2 separate regions of the Rattus norvegicus genome follow, and region 2 is linked to region 1. A link is a contact called in public Hi-C data. All regions are on one chromosome and are shown on one strand. The core of a region is the stretch at or near the end of the contact, and the rest is flanking DNA. Distances in the headings are between cores, read along the strand shown. Region 1 has its middle 760 kb from the start of Arrdc4. Region 2 has its middle 900 kb from the start of Mctp2.

Region 1 (6,397 bases), core at 2,978-5,477:
ACTTCCATAGAATCGATACATCTAACTCAGCCTGGGTAAAGAAATGGAAAGTGCTTGGAATCTCTACATTCATTCTGAAATTAAAACAAACAAACAAAAACAAACAGTCAAACAAAAAATGATTAACTGATGTGGAGAAGATTCACTGCCATGTGAAGTTACTTTCAAAATGTCCTTGCATTGTATTTTGTGTATTTGATAGGTTTTATGCAATCACTATATTGAAAAGGGATAGAGGCAAAATAATGGTTTATTCAGCTTTGTCCAGCCACTGAAATTGTTGTGAGAAATGTAAAGGACAGCAATGGTTTATGCATCCGAAGGGAAAGCGTTCATAAAATCTGGAATATGATTTGAAATCATGAATCTATTGATGGAGTTAAGCATCTGTTGGTTCCAGTAAAGCTTTTTGTAATTTTCAATCCCTTCCATAATTACCTATGTTCAGTGGTTTTACTCACTGTAAAATATTAACTCAATTCCAACTTACTTTTTTTCATGCAACAAATTGATACAAATTTATCTATTTAAAAAACAAAACATGTTGAGCATCCTCTGGTGTTATATAGAAAAAGCTCAATGCTTCAGGATTGGCTTCTTTGCTTAGCAATTGAGATGCCAGTAGCTTGGCTCTCATCTTTCTGGTATTCTCTTTAGTGCCCACTACTGCTGGTGGGGGAACTCTGTCTGGCTGTTGAGATGACATCCCAGCAATCGAGTTGCCTGCCAATTAAAAGGTTATCCTCTGCTTGGAGATTCTTCCTGAGTTCCTAGCATTGGCTGTCCACTTCCTTTCTGAAGCAACTGTGGGGTACATCTTGCTCACCAGGAAACATTTCAGGATATCCCTTCCTGTATGTCAATGAAACTCGGGTCTTGATGCATGCATGAGATTGGATTGCTTTTTAACCAAGCCCACAGATGAATCATCTTAATTGCATATCCGGTATCACTATTGCCGAGTACCATAGCAAGAGAGTGAAATTTCGTCACAGTCCTCATCCCTGGGATTAAGGTAGGGAATCTAGTTCAGCACTCCGGGATTCTGATTACCTTGCAAAAAAATTGTTATAAATCCAGATTAATCGGTGATGTTGATCAAGCATAAGGATTTAGATGATTAGAACAGATGGGAGGTTCTCTCAACAAATGTTTACATCTAGGGTCAATTGATATTCCTTTCAGCAAAATGCCAAGGTATTTCAATAATAAAAAAAAGGACTGCCTTTTGAATAGATGATGCTAAGACAATTACGCACTGAATGCAGACAATATATTTCACATTTACTTCACAATACCCAGCTCGAAAAGGACAATGGGGTGTAAGAGAAGCGTTGAAAAATATTTTTTTTGTTGAATTATACATGTTGCTAAGACATAAACTACTCTTAGTTGGACTGCACTGAAATTCAGATTTTTTTTTTACTTTAGAAAAGACGAAAAGACAACGAAGAGTCTACAAAGGGAGCGTATATCTGTACATTATCATCAAATGATTTAAAAGTATATGTCTGACTTTTGATAACTTGAAGCACATAAAGGTTTCTTTCAATTCAGCAGTGAAAGAAAATCGAATAGTAACATAGCAATAAACGTTTGCCTGGAAGTCCGAGAACCCATGAAAAGGTCCTTACCACTGCAAGAACACTCAGACCTCTCTCACACAAATGTAGAGTGCTATGGCAATGGCTGAAACATGTTTGGGGAATTCTTAAAAAGTTAAATATAAACCAACCAGATCACGTAGACGTTCAGTTCCTGGATTCTCATCTCAATGGCATGGCTACAATTATTTATAGCATCACTGGTCACAAAAACTGGCAAAGTAGAAAACATTTTGGGGAAGGGCTACCTATCACGCTTTTACAAAGCTGTATAGATGTAAATTGGATATCGATTGCAACCCTTACCCTGGACCCTAACGTTAGCAGTCTAAGGCAAGTTCAGGAGCAGTACTTAATTAATTCTAAATTTTCAGTTGAAAGCTTTCGCATGCCAAACTCCAGACTCGGTGTGTACTCTGGTTCCATAACTGTTGACTCATAAATCAGCAGACTTACAGTACCTGCTTGCTCTTAGAAGTTGTAATGCCGCTCTACTTCTGCATAACAATTGGGTGCCCTTTATTGAGTGTTAACTGCTGGCCACGGCCTAGGTGCGGTGGTACTTTATATGCATCCGCTTATTTAATCCTCACTTACCTCCACAGACATACTGTGATCAGAATATTATAGAAGAGAAAAGGTAGCCCGGAGCAGCAACTTACCTGCCCTGGTTCACTCTGGATAAGGGATGGGAAATAGCTCAGATCCTAGATTTCTGTTACCAGAGCCTATCTGTTGGCTACAATGACAGCAACAAAGACATTAACAATGAGAATGACAAGGAGAATATGTGTTTATTAAGTTACCAGAAGTCTATCTTTTGATGGATAGGCAAATTCCAAAACCGGGCAGTCATTTCCAAAGGCGTTTTCCCCTTCTAAACGGGCATGCGCCTATAGGTGTCTGCCTACAAAGCTAAATGGTTGCAGCATGAGTTTGCCATGGTTTTCCTAGGGGATCAGCAGCTTTCACTGTGTGGCCCTCGTGTGTTTGTTTGTTTGTTTGTTTGTTTCTTAGATAGTCTTGATGTTTGGCTGAATTTATAAGCCTCTCCCCTTCTGCTGGAATTAGTGCAGAAGCACCCTTCATTTTGTAAAGGGGAGATTTTATCTATCTCTTCATTTCACATAGAACTCTGTGGGAGGTGTAAGAAATCCTGGCTCAGTCCGACAGGCTAAACTTTATCTGTACCCAGGCAGCCCCAGAGTGAGAGTTCACCTAAGGACTTCAGCCCTTTCATTTAGGAAAAAGTAAGCATCGTTTTACATGCCTGTCCCCAGAATTACTGTTCAAAGAGGGAGGGAGGGAGGGAGGAGGAGGAGGAGGAGGGAGGAGGAGGAAGAGGAGAGAGAGGAGGGAGAGAGAAAGAGAGAGAACAATTATTTGCTGTTGTTGTTTGTGAATGTAGGTTTAAAAACCTTTCCATGGCAAAGGCCAAGTGTGATCTTAACATCAGCCCCATTCACTGGTGGCACAGGTAAATTCTGTAATTCTGTCAATTTAGAAACCCACATTCTTTGAAGATATTGTCTTAAAGCGTTCTTCTAAGAATTAAATGCAAACATACATATATATATATATATATATATATATATATATATATATATGATGAAGGAAAGAGCAGAGGGCAGGGGAAAGAGAGGGATGAAGGAGGGAGGGGAACTGGGAAAGAGGATATGTACATGTGGTAATCATGTCAGAATAACTGAGAACAAACAAAGGCAGTGGTAAATAGTGGAGCTGAGGGGCTCAGGTTAAACCTCCCCTCACCTGTGCACACTTCCTGCCCTTGTTACTTAAGCCATTAAGTTGATATTGAAGTTACTTGTAGGGACCTCAGACTGAAGAACATTAGCATAAGGCAATTTCAGCTTGGTGTCAATGATTCCCCAAGATATTTAATTTAAATGTCATTAATTGCTGTTTATAAATCAATTCCCCTTCACTGATACCCTCTCGGACATACCTTTTGAAACAAAACAAAACAAAAAACCCTGATGTTCTGGGCTACACCTTTCTCCAAGTTTCTTTGTGAATTAAAAGCTGTATACCATGAGCCCACAGAAACTTCCCTTCTTTCTTGGGAAGGAAAATTATTCGAGTTTGTGCTTCAGAGCAAGCCGCGAATGAGCTTCCGGTCTTTTTTGCACTCCAGATATTTTCCTAATCTGGAAACATCTCAAAAGGGTTCTTGAAATATGCGTTTATGGATCATTTTGTGAGAAAACGTTCCTCCATGTGAATTTGGGCCTTAATCTATAAGCTGGGTGACAAGGGTCAAGTCCGGTTTACAGGGAGGACACGTATATTTATGAGACTGGTTTTAGTGAAAATTATATTTTTGACTTTGGCGTTCACAGATTTTGAAGGCAAATTCCTTGCTGACAACTGTTAGGGACCCACTGAATAACCACAGACTGGCTACTTTTGCTTTAGGACTGTGAGGAATCCTGACAATGAGCACACGAGTCTGGTCAGAAGTCTAAACATGGGACTGCCGTTCTTTTCTTTTTCCTCCTCCTCCTTCTCCCCCTCCTCCTCCTCCTCCCTTTTAAAATTAGCCTTGCACAGATCAAGTTAAAGAAAATCTGTTTTTTTCATATGTGAGTCATTTCCCCCTAACAGAACTTTCCCTGCCTAGGCAAACAGTAGTAATATAGCTGCCTGCAAGTCCATGTGATGAAAGCCCGTGTCACCATGTGCAAACTGTGAAACGTAATTGAAAGTAAAATGTTTAATTAAAATGGACATTTCTGAGCCCGCTTGTGGCAGCAGCCATCTTGCTGAAAAATTATATTTGTTACACCGGCAACCTGGGAAAACCAATCAGAAGACGGTGAATGCCAGGTCCCATCGCAAAGTAAATGGGGTGAAAATCGGAAGGCAAGCCGTAGTTACTGTGCATGTCCCCAACACATGTGCCCTGGCGCCGACCACGTAGAACATGAGGACCTGCCGGCCAGAGCCGTTCCTAAGTCAGTATTCATTATCACAAAGCATCCCCTTCCCTTCAAATAATTCTCCCTCGTACTCATGTCAGCAAGTCTCCTTAACAACAGGGCTTTTCAGATGCTCTGCTCTCTCATACTGGCTGAAATGGAAGGATACTCCTTGTCTCCGAATTTCTCCTCGGAGACCATGCGGGCCTTTCCCCTCCTCTCATAAAAGCCACGGGTCCCAGATAATTCAGACTCGCGTGGAGATAGGCGTTGCACAGGTTTGCAGTTCAGATGTGTGGACAGATTTTGAAAACGAATTTCCATCTGGCATCCAAAGGGCAGCTTCTCCTGCCTGGAGGTGGGGTGTCAGAGAGCGCCTGGTCTGAGCTGGGTCACCAGCCAGCAAGAGTCCCAGATTCAGAAAGTCTCCTTATTGGAGAATTTCTTTGACATTTTCGAAAGGGCAAGTGAAATAAAGTTCTTTTTGGCTGCATCTTTAACTTTATCCTCTTAAAAACCAGCCACCAACAGCAGAACTAATCTTGCAATAGTAGAACAGTTCTTTAAAAGGATGACAGTTCCCACTTACCTTGGTTTTTTTTTATTTACTTATTTTTTTTAATTTTTGCCATATTATGAGGTTTTTTTGCTCTTTGCACGGTTACCGGCTCTGCAGTCTAATTATCATGGCTCAGAACGGAGGAATGAAACAGCAAACCAACAAATAAATATAGAAAGAAAAGGTCTGCCAATGTGAAACCCATTAAAAGTGTTAATAGCAAAGCACTGTGGGAAAAAAATCATGATTAGGATATTAAAACAAGTCTTATTGTCTAGATCCAGCAGCCACACCATTTGATCATTTTCCCTATCTGACCTTGTCCAGTGAGCTCTCTCTCTCTCTCTAATATGTTCTTTATTGCCAAAGGAATGCACTTTGAATTTACTTTCTTTATGGTGTGATTATAAATCTCTGTGACATCCCTAATGATTCATCTCTTTTGGCGCCAGGCAGAAGGATAACCACTTCTATAATGCACACGTTTCACTTAAGGTGAAACCGGAAGGAGATTTATCAGTCAGCACAGACCTTCCAGGCACAGGCTTAAACTACAACCGTTTATCCCCTTCCATAAACAAGTTTAACTTTGGTGCATTTTCTCCCTGAAATGCCTCATAACCCTCTAAATAAGATGTTTTAATTTGTGCATGGTCTGAACAAGTGGGCCTTTTCTTCTGCCGAAGGGACAGTTGTACGTTTTCGACTGAACCTCTCAGCACGGAAATATATCGGTCAGGAGCATACTTCCTAGGACTGCCGATCGCTCACTTGTCTTAAATTAAGCAGAATGCTTAATTGAGACTGATTAGTGACTGTTTTCTATGATTTGTAGGTATCTTTTTAAACTCCAAAAATAAATAATTTTAAGGACATCGGGTTGTAAATAAGCCTGCTCTGTGTTTGAAATTTTAACTCAGAAAACATTGTACTATAAGCAAGATTGAATTTATTTATTTATTTATTTATTTATTTATTTATTTATTTATTTACTTATTTATGATTCCATTATAAACCTTAATGGCAGTAGGGTTTTCATTGTGAGTGGAAAATACATGAACACGCCATGTAAATCCCCTAAAATGTCCATATGATTGAATACCTTTCTCGTAACATATTTGTCGTTCTGTGTGTGTTCGGCCCGGCAATGTTTGCTTCAATGTCCTTTTTCCACAGTACAAACAAAACTCCACGGATAGATACAAAACCCACACAGGCCGAGCCAATGATGATAGAAAACTGGTGAGCAAAATTACTTTTGAACTTCAGATGACAAGAAACACACTTGGTCCACG
Region 2 (5,845 bases), core at 2,515-5,014, 2.0 Mb before region 1:
TGTACCCATGAAACACTACACAGATTACTTAGAACATGTGTCCTGTTGAGAAATCCGTGTGCTAAAAGATGATAGCCAGATGAGTGCTAAGTTTTCCAAGGAGATCCTACTTTGTTCCATGATTGGAAAAACCAAATATGAGCCCCTATCGGAAACTTCTATCCATTTCTCTGTTTATTCTAATTTATAATGAAGCTCTATCACTTTGACTACCAAAAACATTGGGGGTGTTACAGGGTCAACTATTCACTGAGTGTGAAGTGTTAAAGAAACTAAATTTAAATTCAAGATTTCTTATGCTCAGCTCAGCTCGGCTCAGCTCAGGAAGGCTCTGGGCACTCAGTCTTCCGGGTGTTACTGTATGTGGGTCCTATGTAAATAGATCCAGTTGTACTTCATTTCCAGCTGTTGGCACTTAACAAAACTAAGATGCCCTTGAGAGCACCAGATGGTCCAATCATGGAAGTTTAAAGAGTGGATCTCCTTTGGGGGTTTTAGTGCCCATTAGAAGTTTACCTAACCCTCTTTTGTATGCTGAATTTTTATCACTATAACATGTTCTAAATGAGATCTGCATTGCTTCTCATGGGCAGACTTCAAGAAAAAGCAATATGTCTCAATCCTTCTTTTTACTGAACTATAATGCCTTTTATAGGGGCATTTTTACCCTTTGGAAATACAGGTTTTCAGAAAGCCTGAGTTCCCCCATTTAAAACAACAACAACAAAAGATTGTTACTTAAGGCATGTTTAGATCAAATGTTATTTTTTTATGAATTCATGAGACAACAATTTAGACTAGACTACATATTAGAAAAATATTTTATCTTGGAAACACCTCGAAGGAAGAGGGAAATCTCCCTAGACTTGAGACAGACTACATTGGATAAAATTCCATTGAAGGGGGATGGAATGGGTCAGAAAACCTAAGTCCAAAGGAACCAGTTCTCTCCAAAGGAACAGATCATGGTTTTTCCATGTCTAATTTCTCAGTTTGTGACTCTTGTGGGAATTTTTAAACCCATAAAATGTGCCCTTTTTTTCTGTCCCTGGTAATGGCCTAATGAAATAAACACTCATAAATATATGGTGTTCCCAGAGATAAGATCTGAACATCAGATGCCTTTTACCTGTCACTGGAGGATGATTTATTGGCAATGCATTAGTCATGTGATCTCTTCCAGTTATTCACCAGGCCCCAGCACTGAAGGTCAGTCAGTTCTCTTGTCAATGGATTCTTTTAAGTGTTCTAATGCCCAAGTGCCTAATGAACCTAATTTTATATACACAACCAACTTAAAAGTCTACGAAAATGGTCATTGGACTTCATTGGATACTTATAAGTTTAATCTGAATCTCAGAGATTTGCCCTAGGACTGGTAACCCTTTGCATGAAAACTGAGATGCTCTGACCCTGCAGGAAGCAAGAGTAGATCTACTTTGTGGACATTACCATTGGATTTAAATTAAATGAATGCCTGGGTGGATGGATGGGTGGGTGGGTCAGTGGTTAGGTGGACGGATAAATGGATGGATAAATGGATGGGTGCATGTTACCAAGATTTGAGTCGACGGGAGCATCTGGCTTGACTTCAGAGCTTCTGGATTGAGCACACAGTGCTTTACCAATAGGAAGAGACAGTGGTTGCTACCCTTTTCATCTTTCCTTTCTCTTCAAGAGGCAGTCAGGAAATAGGCAGGCTTTACTTCGCTTTCTCTTTTCTTGGACTTCCAGGACTTATCTAGGCATTATAGATGCTTTAAACCTGAAAAGCAGCCAGTTCCGTGTGACAAGTGAGGCCAGGAACTCTACCCCACACCCCACTAAGTTGAGAATTATATACTTCAAAAACACAGAAGGAAGCAGGACTTCCTTTGCCCACATCCTGTTCCTTCTATCCGGCTGCCTTTTCCTAAGCCATTGTTTGGTTACCATGAAGAATGATTTTACTTCCTATAGTTCTTATCTCTGCTGCCTCTGATTGACGTTGAAGCTTTCTCTTTTTCCCAATAGCACCACATTAGTATGACAATGGGGATTCCTGAGGAAATTCAGAAAAACTGGACATATCTGCCATGATTTTTATACTTCCTACTTTTATTCTTTATTATACTCTATGCTAGATATCCAAGTAGCTGCCTAAGTCTACAATGGGCAATGCATGTACCATCAGTTAATTCAAAGTACAAAAGTATGTTTGTTTCCTGAGCACTCAATGAGTGGTCCAAGCACTTGAAGTCCCTGCCATAGCCTGAGACAGAGCAATGAGGCCACTATGTGGAATCTATATACTTAGCTTTCTATGAGCCCTTGTTTATTAATAGGACTTTTCTTGAAATATTTAGCCCCCTCAGACACTTTGGCCTTGGATGGAGAATGGAGGCTATATTAATACTACCCTCATTGCTTATAAAACCAGCTCTGTAGTATAATGTCAGCTCAAAAATTTAACATATATTGTTATAAAAAGTTTGCTAATGAGAAATCAGTTTCTAAGTGGAGTAGGTATCAGATATCATTCTACCTCTTCAAGCCTGATTGTAAAGAATGAAAGGATTCCAAGTTGGTATTGTCAGAAAAGTGTGCTAAAAGAAACAAGACTGAAGAAGTTTGAACCATGAGACATAGATATGGTGGGAGTTCCCACTAAAGTCAGACAGCAGAAGGTAAAGATCGACTGCTTGAGCACATCTTGAAGACATCATTTATTTCACTACATTTAGACTTTTCATTCTCATGATCACAACTAAAATGTGAACTTCTGGGCTTGACTTTCCTTAATGAGTTTTGTATCTCTAGTGCCTGGTACAGCTCTTGCCACCAGCAGGTCATATATCTTCAGACTCCTCGGTCATAAACTTTGCTCAACACATGAGTAATCAAATGACCGGATGTGCTTTTGAGCTTCTCCTCCCCAGTCTCTCTGGGAGCCTTTGGTCAAGCCACAATTCTTTCTTACTCCTGGCATCTCTCTAGACACATTAACACTTACCATGACCTCCTGTCTACAATTTACAATTTTCTGGTCTGTTTCCAGTTGCCACAAGCCTCTCTTTAGGGGAGTGGTGGCATTCTGGCGTCCGGGTTTTTCAAATTCTGAGTTGAAGACTTAACATGTTTCTTCACCGGACAGATTAGCTCACTGATCATCCTGGATTGAAGGTAGCATAGCTCCCACTTCTAGTAACAGCACAATCAGTTGTTTCTGGTCTACAATCCCACAGCACTGAGTCTTTCTCTACCCCTGTACCTGAGCAGATTCCCTTGGTATCAGAAAGAGACCTCTGATTTATTGGGATTGCAAAGTCTTAATTTACAACACAAAACTATTTTTTTTCAGTGTCTGACTGTACTGGCCCTCAATCCTGTTAATCCTCATTTAGTTATTTTTAACTGAAAGCCCTGCCTCTTATCCTTAAAAACCTCCCTTAATTTGATCTTTGGTTAACCTGGCTTAATTTGATCTTTGGTTAACCTGGCTTAATTTGATCTTTGGTTAACCTGCCTTAATTTGATCTTTGGTTAACCTGCCTTAATTTGATCTAAGGCTCTCTTTGACCCATAAAGTTGCTCTGACATCTTTCACATTTCACTATTACTCCATCTTTATCAGTGCTGTGCTCCCTAGCAATTTTACTTTCATAAGACGTCCCAAGAAATCTGAATTCCACAGTCACATCCATTTAAGATCTGTGTCACGCTGAGTCCTTCTCCGTTTTTAACCCAATAAAAAATGGTAACAAACCTGGGCTTCTTAGTTTTAGCTAAGTATTAGCTTAGTCTATAACTAAACATAGACCTTCTCTCCATGCCTGCTGAGTCACACCCATTAATACTCTACAAAACGTTTTAGTTATGCAGTTTATTTTGGAATAGTGCCTAGGCAAAAATTGTATTTTAATCCCCACTACTAAAATAGTAAAGAAACGAATAAAACTTTTTATGGTGTTGATAACCCTCTTCTTTTGCCTTTCTAACACATTTGAAGACTGTTCTTTTGTATAAGAAGCTGTTATCTCTATTGACTTTTATAAAATTCTCTTCGCTTTAGCTACCATATAGACACAGATAGACCTCTTCTGTGTCTCTAGACAAAAATTGAACCCTAAGTACTGTGATTTCTACTATGTTCTTGTCTTCATCAGCTGTCCACTTACAGCACAAGCTGCCTTTGTTTATGATCCAATTTACAAATGCTATGCGCTCCAATCCCAAACCAGCTGGTACCCCAACCATCATTGTCCAAACATCAATCATTTGCATTGACTGGAGAAAAGTTAGAATGATCATTTTTTCTCAAGCCAGATATGCCCTTCTGGCTATGTTGCTTTCTGAGTGAATCTGAGGGTTTCCTTCTGTAAAATAATTGCAGGAATAATATTTTTGCTGATGTTGTGAACTTAGTGAGTACCTCATGTCTATTGTGTTTTTCCATTTGAAGTATCTCATAACTCCCAATTCTCCCCTGATTTTTCTTTCTTTCCCACAGTTTAGGCTAATGGAATAGTTGTAGTTCTCACTTTCAGGACCTCAATATCTCTCCACTCTATAGAATGACTAACTATTCTTAGATATGTAATTGTGACCAAATGGATTGTATAAAAACTACCTCAATTGCATGCACAATATTTTTATCATGTAATGACAAAGCCAGACTTTGTGAATTAAAGTATAATGATTATTGGGATACAGAGTGTTTATAATTGTTATTCTTCTTGTTACTTTTCCACTGTCTTCTGAAAACTGAGAAGGCTTAGAAATGTATCTGTAAGTTCTATATGTAATAGCCAGAAATTAAAAACAACCTAGATATCCCTTAGCAGAAGAATGCATAAAGAAAATGTGGTATATGTATACAATGGAATATTACTCAGCTATTAAAAATAATGAGAGCATGAAGTTTGCTGAGAAATGGATGGAACTAGAAAAGATCTTCCCTAGTGAGAAAAATCAGACACAGAAAGACAAACATGGCATATACTCACTTATAAGTGGATATGACTCATAAAGTACAGTATAAACATGCTACAATTGACAGACCCAAAGAAACTAAGTAACAAGGAGGGTTCAAGAAGGAAAGCCTGAATCTTACTGAGAAGGGAAAATAAAATAGACATTGGGTCTAGATGAAGGGAGGGGACTGAGTAGGAGAGCAGGTGAGGATGGGAATAGGAGGGAGCAAGTGAGGGAAGAAAGAGGGAAAGAGTACTGAGAGAGACTACTACAATGGGGGAGGTTGTGGATTTCCAGGTTGAGTTAGTAACCTGGGACAATGGAAACTCCCAGGAATCTTTGAAAGTTAAGCTGGCTAAGACTCATAGCAACCGTGGGTACAGAACCTGAAACTAAGCAAAATTTTCATTGGGGGATTGGGACACCAGACCAGCAACGAAACCTTCAACCTATAATTTGTACTGCCTACAAGATGTGCCAGTTTAAATAATATGGAGCAGAAACTGAGGGAGTGGCCAGCTAGAGACCCATGCCATGAGAGAGAACCCATTCCTGCCCTGATTAATAATATTAATAATATTATGCTATGCTTGCAGACAGGAGCCTAGTCTGTCACCTGAGAGGCTTTACCCAGCAACTGATGGAAGCAGATGCAGAGACCCACGACCAAAATTTAGACAGAGCTTGGAGAACCCTGTGCAAAAGGGGGAGGAAGGGTTGAAGGAGCGAGAAGAGTCAGGACACCACAAGAAAACCTATAGAATAAGTTAACCTGGGCCCATAGGTGCTCACAGAGTCTGAACGGGCAACAGAAAGCATACATGGATTAGACTTGGGCCTTCCGCTATATATAACAGTTGTGAAGCTGGGTCTTCATGTGGGACCCCTAATA

Evidence for each region. A called contact is a pair of places that touch in the nucleus more often than the background predicts.
Region 2: a Hi-C map of the A7r5 cell line shows a contact between it and region 1, with 6 times the contacts expected there. The contact joins two enhancer-like sites. A contact is called at or near these places in 7 of 12 Hi-C or Micro-C datasets (the A7r5 cell line, frontal cortex, hepatocytes and 4 more).

What each region holds. Positions count from the first base shown.
Region 1 is chr1:132,554,416-132,560,812 of GRCr8, reverse strand. No RefSeq gene overlaps it. Among named protein-coding and RNA genes, the nearest start is that of Arrdc4, 760 kb to the right of the region's middle. Within about 2 kb of position 4,227, at least 2 of the 93 cell types and tissues checked have an H3K27ac peak or open chromatin away from gene starts, as enhancers often do. A contact at or near this core is called in the A7r5 cell line, where this site is marked.
Region 2 is chr1:134,505,015-134,510,859 of GRCr8, reverse strand. No RefSeq gene overlaps it. Among named protein-coding and RNA genes, the nearest start is that of Mctp2, 900 kb to the left of the region's middle. Within about 2 kb of position 3,764, at least 6 of the 93 cell types and tissues checked have an H3K27ac peak or open chromatin away from gene starts, as enhancers often do. A contact at or near this core is called in the A7r5 cell line, where this site is marked.